2 separate regions of the Mus musculus genome follow, and region 2 is linked to region 1. Evidence: chromatin contacts called from public Micro-C data. All regions are on one chromosome and are shown on one strand. Each heading gives the region's core, a stretch centred on a gene start, on an enhancer-like site or on the middle of the called end of the contact. The rest is flanking DNA. Distances are from core to core; before and after follow the strand shown.

What was found. Hi-C and Micro-C count contacts between places; a contact is called where the count stands out from the background.
Region 2: a Micro-C map of embryonic stem cells shows a contact between it and region 1, with 2.4 times the contacts expected there. The contact joins the promoter of Fam83g here to the enhancer-like site in region 1. A contact is called at or near these places in 4 of 39 promoter capture datasets (the HPC-7 cell line, epiblast stem cells, hematopoietic stem and progenitor cells and 1 more), 18 of 484 Hi-C or Micro-C datasets (B cells, CD4 T cells, CD8 T cells and 11 more), 12 of 115 datasets of contacts at active chromatin or transcription factors (CD8 T cells, bone marrow-derived dendritic cells, embryonic stem cells and 8 more) and 1 of 9 other capture datasets (liver).

Annotation. Positions count from the first base shown.
Region 1 is chr11:61,618,414-61,622,073 of GRCm38.p6, forward strand. No RefSeq gene overlaps it. Among named protein-coding and RNA genes, the nearest start is that of Grap, 33 kb to the right of the region's middle. Within about 2 kb of position 2,063, at least 131 of the 459 cell types and tissues checked have an H3K27ac peak or open chromatin away from gene starts, as enhancers often do. A contact at or near this core is called in CD8 T cells, the N1E-115 cell line, Th2 cells and 8 more, where this site is marked.
Region 2 is chr11:61,682,423-61,686,082 of GRCm38.p6, forward strand. Fam83g (family with sequence similarity 83, member G) reads left to right here and starts at 1,988. Exons shown (of 5, transcript NM_178618.3): 1 at 1,988-2,633. The coding sequence starts at 2,112. The region is part of intron 9 of Slc5a10 (solute carrier family 5 (sodium/glucose cotransporter), member 10); the gene reads right to left.

The DNA of each region.
Region 1 (3,660 bases), core at 813-3,312:
ATTGGGGCCACACCCTTGAAGAGAATATTGGAGCCTCAGTCCTCTCTTGGGGTGTTTCCCGGCTTCCAGGAGATGAAGTTTTATCCACCACACCTCTGGCTGTGATGTACTATGCTAGTTACAACAGGTCCTTTGAAACTGTGAGTCAAAATTAACCTTTCCTCTTTTTAAGTTCATTTTCTCAGGTTGTTTTGTCACAGTGACCAAAAGCTAACACACTTACTAATTCAGGGATGGTGTTCGTGTGTGTGTGTGTGTGTGTGTGTGTGTGTGTGTGTGTGTGCCCGCCCTGAGGAGGGAGGGGATACTGACGGTGGCCCCATCTTGAGAGTGTCTGGAGCAGAAGGAGAAAGCAGTTCTTATTTGAGGGGTCATTGGGGAACTGGGGATGAAGCCAAAGGTCCCGTGTGTACAAAGCGCATGCTCTACCATGCAGCACACGCTGATCTGGCAATTTCTTCCTAATGCTCGCTCTGTCGGTCTGTTCATTACATCATGGTGTGAGGACAACTTTAATTCTTTCTCAAACACTGCATTGTCTCCTACAGACTCTGTCCCCGTACTGAAATTAATGTACTGGATAGAGAGATTCTGCCTGACCTAGAACTTGCATCAATCTTTCTGCCACCGCCATCTGGATAATGGGGTTACAGGTGGACAAGACTAAATTTTATTTAATTAGCAATTTTTGAACATGTACAGAAATATAAAGTATGAGTCCCTACCACACAGCCACCAGTGTGTTTGTTTGCTTTGTTTTTATTATGCCTTTTTTATCTATCTATCTATCTATCTATCTATCTATCTATCTATCTATCTATCTATCTATCTTTAAGGCAGGGTCTTATGAAGCTCTGGCTGGCCTGTAAATCACTTTGTGGAGCAGGCTGGCCTGGAGCTCAGAAAAAGCTGCCTCTAGTTTCCTAGCTCTGGAATTAAAGGCACAGGCTGCCATGCACAACTACATCTGTCTACATTTCAATGTGAAGAAGGAGGAGGAGGAGGAGGAGGAGGAGGAGGAGGAAGAGGAGGAAGAGGAGGAGAAGGAGGAAGTATTGTAAAAGAAAGAGTAATGGTCTGTGAATTTTTGTTTCATTTTCTGTGTCTCTTTTGTTTTGTTTGAAACACAATATCACTATGAAACCATGGGTTTCCTTACGAGCATCTGAATTAGAATTTAAATTCTGAAGAATTGCCATCTTTGGTTGGGGTGCAGTTCAGTGACAGCGGGTTGACCCCAAACCAAATCAAACCTGCTGTCCGATTGTTTATCCATCTCCTTTAGGAAGAGAGCAAGCTTTCTTTGACTGAGGCCAGGCTCCTTCAGCGTTTGGTCGCGTTCTTGGTTGGCAGTACTTGTTTGTATTGTTACCTCAGTGAGCCTGACCCATCAGAGCTTTTTAAAATACACACATACACATTTTATTTAAATCAGATAATGGGAGAACAATTTGTGAGTTCCTGGGGTGGAAAATTCCCGAGCGCAGGAACCGCAAGGCAGAAGCGCCCCCAGCTGGCCGCTCCTGGCCAACTGCCCTCGCGACCGCGCCCTGTGATGCTGGGGGGTGGGGGCGCTGAGATGGGGGAGGACTGGGGGAGGGGGGTGTCTAGAGAGCTGTGGGGCTGAGATACTGCGGGAACGGGGTTAAGGGATTGTAGAGTCGGGAACTGGGGAACTAGGGAGCAGAGAGACTAGGAGTGACGGCCACCTGTGAGGCTGGGGAGCTGGGCGTGGTGGGTGGGTGGGGGATGGGGAGCTGGGGAAGCTGGGATACCAAAAGCTGGGTCGGGGTGGGTGCTGAGTCCGCAGAGCTGGGGGGGGGGGGCTGGGTCTGAGGGCAAAACTGGAAACTTGGAGATTGAGTTCCGTGGGTTGGACAGTTGGGGGTCTGCACCCTACCCCACCCTGCCTGCAGCTACCACACACACTTTACTTTCTGGTCTCTGTGTGGGTCTCTACATCTGAGGAAACTCAGCCTGGGTGGCCAAATGCCTGCGCTGGGCTGGGTTTTGGTGGTTTGAGCATCCAGAACGGCGGCAGGAGGGAGGCCTAAGGTGCCTGCCGCAAGAGGGCAGAAGGGCGGTGGTGCTGTTTGCACATCGCGGGGAAAGTGCTCGTCCCTGCGCATGCGGCTTCCCACCGCACTCCTACACGTTGAAACTGTCCGTTGTGGACCGAGTAAGGCGCACCCTGGACGCCTGGTTCTTGAGCCTGTGAAGGGATGGGTCTCTCTACTCAGTGAAAGAAACTTAAGGAATTTTTTTACTTAACTGGTACCTGAAGAGGGTGGTGTGATGGTGGAGGATAAACCGATTCGAAGGAGGGTTTGGGCAGAAAGTCAAGAGAGTCAAAAGGCAAAGGGAAAGCGGTGAGTTGGAAGTTGTCTAACGTTTGTACAGCCTTGGCTTCCATTCCCAGAGCTTTTCTTTTTTAAGTGCACTTAGGAAAAAAATCTAGGCTATATTGATGACTTAGAGGAGAATAGACTCAAGAACCTGCCCAAGCGCACTGTGGCAGTGAGAATGCTCTCACGTGCTGGGACACACACACACACACACACACACACACACACACACACACGGATAGGTAGGTAGGTAGATATAGACAGACAGAATGGTAGAATGGGAAAGCCAGGCGTGGTGGTACATGCTTTTCATCCCAGCATTCAGATGGCTGAGGGAAGCAGAACTCACCAGTTTGGCATACATACCCATGCAGAGTGACCCCGTCTCAAACAAACGAACAAACAAACAAACAAACAGAAATAATATGGAGAAAAAAAAATCTGTCCTCACCACCTGCAGGAGGCTCTAGCTTCTGCACCTGCAGACTTTTTCTCAAAACACACTCACATGCACATAAAATACACAAATATTTACCTAAAAATTTAGGGGTGCAAGGATTGTCCCATAGCTTTATTAAAAATGGTTAATAAATAGTGTGTGTGTGTGTGCGCGCGCGCGCGTGTGCACACGTGGAGGATAGAGGTCAATGGGTGTTTTCCTTGGTTACTCTTTTTTTTCAAGATTTATTTTTAATTATGTGTGTCTTCATTTGATTTCTGTCGCTATGATGAAACACCAGGGCCAAAAGCAACCTGGGGAAGAAAGGGCTTATTTGGCTCACATCCCATCATTAAGTCAGGGCAGGCATTCAAGGTGGAAACCTGGAGACAAGAACTGAGGCAGAGACCAGGGAGGAGAGCTGCTTACAGGATTGTTCCCCATGGTCCTTTTGCCCCTACGACCACTAGCCTAGGGGTAGCACTGCTCACAGTGGCTGGGCCTTCCCACATCAGTCATTAATTAAGAATATGTCTCGGGCCGGGTGCGGTGGCATACACCTTTAATCCCAGCACTCTGGAGGCAGAGGCTGGAGGATCAGATATTGAAGGCCATCCTTGGAAGTTCAAGGCCATCTTGAACTTTCATGGACTACAGGAAACCCTGTCTTTAAAAAAAAAGAAAAGCTGGGCGTGGTGGAGCACGCCTTTAATCCCAGCACACGGGAGGCAGAGGCAGGTGGATTTCTGAATTCAGGGCCAGCCTGGTCTACAGAGTGAGTTCCAGGACAGCCAGGGCTACACAGAGAAACCCTGTCTCGAAAAAAAAAAAAAAAAAACCTTAAAAACAAAAACAAAAACAAAAACTATGCCTCCA
Region 2 (3,660 bases), core at 738-3,237, 64 kb after region 1:
CCATATGAAAGGCTAGGCCTCATCCCTCGAACTGCAAAATAAATAAGTAACCACAATAATATCCTATACAAATATGCAAATGGATAATGAGCATGTGTTGGCCACATGAAAGACATTCACATTGTTGGTGGGGCTAGAAGACAGCCCAGAATTCTAGACCGCACTCTGGAAATTTGCTAATGATGCTGCCATTTCCACGGGATTAGGAGATAGAAAATGGCTGTCAAGGTTGGGGTGGGGACCTGGCTGCTTAGTTCTAATAAGTAAGGGCTCTGCAGTGTCACAATCCTGCTAGCTTTGGTTGGCCTCCAGCCTGCAATTCTGTAATCCTGCCACGCATTCCAAGTCCTGGGATTAGAGGTGTGCATATCTTGATGGTAATGGTTGTTAAACCTATACATAATGACAAGGCTGTATACCCCACTCCCCAGCGCTCACGCGCACGCACACACACACACACACACACACACACACACACACACAAGATCTGATGCAGCTCTGTGGATGGCCCAAAGGATTTTCTGGCCAAGACAGTCATATCAGATGAAACTGGAGAAAATGAATAGCCTCTCCATTCACTCTTTACAGCTTCTTGTGACTTGAGTGGAGCAGATGAGCCTTCCAGCCAGAGGGCCAGGTTCCTTAATGAAGCCGGGAACTCCACAGTGGTAAGAACAAGAGAATAAACTGAGGGTCAGCACATCTTTGTTGAGGGTACAAGACTCACACTCATCACTGCCCCTCTCTGCTCCTTGGGAATGGGAGGTAAGGAGGTGACTCAGGTGCCCGAGGTGGGCAAGAGTGCCAAGCAAGAGCAGGTATGAACCACAGTGTTCACCCAGTGTAAGGCCTGATGAGGACTTTGAGGCTAGAGGTGAAGGGTTTGAGTCTGGGGATCAGTGGTGAGGACTCCAAGGATGCTAACTAGGCTTTGAAGCTTTGAAAGCAGTGAATGCAGGGCAAGGAGGCCTTACTGGAAAATGAACAGTGAGGACATGTCTGGAGGGTACAATGTTGCCATTAGCTTGTCCTCATTAGGTTAAGGCCAGGGTCCACTGGGACTCAAACCAGCTCTATCCTGACCCAGAGATGGTAAGTAGGCTAGAAAGACAGGGCAGTATTGGCCTGGTGTCCTGAAACAAGAAGCTTCAGGAAGGAGCCCTTTGCCAAACTGCACCTGACATCCTGCCCTCAGATAAGGACCTAATGGTCTCCATCACTGGGGAACAGCCAAGAGCTGCGTTTGAGCACAGCTTGGTTCTCTCTACCCTTTTCTGGCGCAGGGTTCAGGCATGTGAGGTGCACCAGGTTCTGCTAGGTGGGATCCCAGCAAGCAGTTGGGCTCAGGACTAATCTGTATCTGGTCTGTGCACATGGAGAGCAAGAGTGTGGAAGCAGTTGGAGCTGGAGCTGGGCCTCGGCCCACGACCCAACCTTCAGTCTACAACTGGACAGCTGAGCATCCCACCCGCAAGACAGAACCGGGCCAGAGATGGACCAGGATCGCCAGCGGGACTGGGGGGCAGAGGAAGACTTCCACGAGGCTTAGAGGCAGCAAATTGTCCAGCCTTGCGCCGTCTGAGGAGATGAATCAGCTTCCGGCTCCGCCCCCGGGGCCGCACGTGACCCCAGGTGAGGGTGGCAGGGTGGGCGGGACCGCCCTTAGTCACCGGCGGTCCAGCCCGGTGCCACCACCAACGCCTGTGGTTCCTCGGGTCGTCCGGTCTGCACGGCGCCACCTGCTTGGTAAGCAAGTCCCTCCTCCGGGTTTGCGAGCCTCACTTGGGCTGGCGTCCCGGCTCTTACTCCGGACTGGGGCGAGGGTCCCCGTCAGCCCCAGCTTATTCCCAGGATTCCGAGAACCTCAGGCGGATCCCAAGACAGAGGCAGAGGACAACCGCGGCCCTGGACGGCTCTGGCTAACCTCGCCACGCCTCGCTCCGCCCACACACTACCCGCCACGCCCCTTCCTTCGCCACGCCCCCGCCCGCCCTCTGACCCCGACCGCGGTCTTTTGCTGATTCCCTCAGGTGCGGTTCTCAGAGGCGCCGAGGCCCCGGAGCCTGAGAGCGCGGTGCCCGTCGGGCCGCGTTCCCACAGCGAGGGCCACCATGGCCTTCTCCCAGGTGCAGTGTCTGGACGACAACCACGTGAACTGGCGATCCAGCGAGTCGAAGCCCGAGTTCTTCTACAGCGAGGAGCAGAGGCTGGCCCTGGAGGCCCTGGTGGCCCGGGGTCGCGACGCCTTCTACGAGGTGCTGAAGCGCGAGAACATCCGCGACTTTCTTTCGGAGCTGGAGCTTTCGCGTATCGTGGAGGCCATCGAGGTGTACGACCCGGGCTCTGAGGACCCGCGGGTCTCGGGCCGCCGCCCCGAACCCCAGGACAACGGAGGCGCGGATGCCAGCGAGGAGACCAGTGCGGCGGGCGGGCCCCCAGCCACGGAGACGCTGCCCTCGCTGGAGTATTGGCCCCAGAAGTCGGACCGCTCCATCCCGCAGCTGGACCTGGGCTGGCCTGACACCATTGCCTACCGAGGTGTGACCCGGGCCAGCGTCTACATGCAGCCACCCATCGACGGGCAGCCGCACATCAAGGAAGTGGTGCGCAAGATGGTCAGCCAGGCGCAGAAGGTGAGGCGCCACGGCGAGACCCCCATTCACCCAGCACGCATGGGCACCGAGACAGCCCCTGGACCTCTGACTGGCCTCTCGGTTGCCTCCTCCGGTGATCAGAAGCTGAATGTCCACTCCCTCTAGCAGGTGGCACTGGGCTTCCAGGCTGAGTGGGCTTCTGTGCCCTCCTGGAGTGTTTCTGAGTTCCCCAAATGCAAACCATGAGCTGTGTGGGAGGAATGCGGCCTTTCTCTCACCCACTCTCCCTTATCTCGTCTCAGACCCAGGAGCAGATAGAAGCTTGCACACATACATGAGCTTGCTGGCAGGGGTCTCGGGAGAGACGTGGAGGCTGGTCTGGAGCCCTGAGGAAATCTGCCTGCTTCCTAGCTGTGCTGTGTGGCTGGTGGTGGTTCTCCAAGCTTTTCTCTGAGTGCTACAGTAGCAGCAGCTGTCCAGGCCAGAGCAGGTGGTACCTATTGAAGGTTTTCACCAGTGGAAGAGGTGAGGGTATTTACTTAGGTTGTGGTTTGCCATCAAGAGGCTCTTCAGGCCTTGTGTGGATTCCCTTAGCTGACAGCCGTTGACTGGGCTGCACAGTGCCCGGCTTTGGGTGACTGCTCCATACTGACACACACACATCTTGAGAAGCTGTGTACAATGCTTGTACAGACAGTCAAACCATAGCTGGGTGGCCATGAATGAGCAGAGGTGTGCCTGATTTGACAGGCAAGGTAGCCCAGCAAGTTGCGATATATCTAGAGCAGGTCTGTCTTCAGGTGGTAGTGAGAGTGTTCCTACCTGGGTCTGACCCCTTCACTGTCCGGGTCCAGAATGAGGCAGTCAGTGTACAAGGCCAGGTGTCTACCCTGGGGACTGATCTGGCTGACAGGGCCTGGGGAGCTCTTGGGCAGAGACCAAAAGTGGGTCAGTAGCTGAGGTGGCTCAGCTTTCCCCCAGAGTCGAGGCTCTGTCCATGGGGCCACTAACTGAGGGTTTCTAGTCTGTAGGTACACTTTGCATCTCTAGCCATTGTGATGGTAGG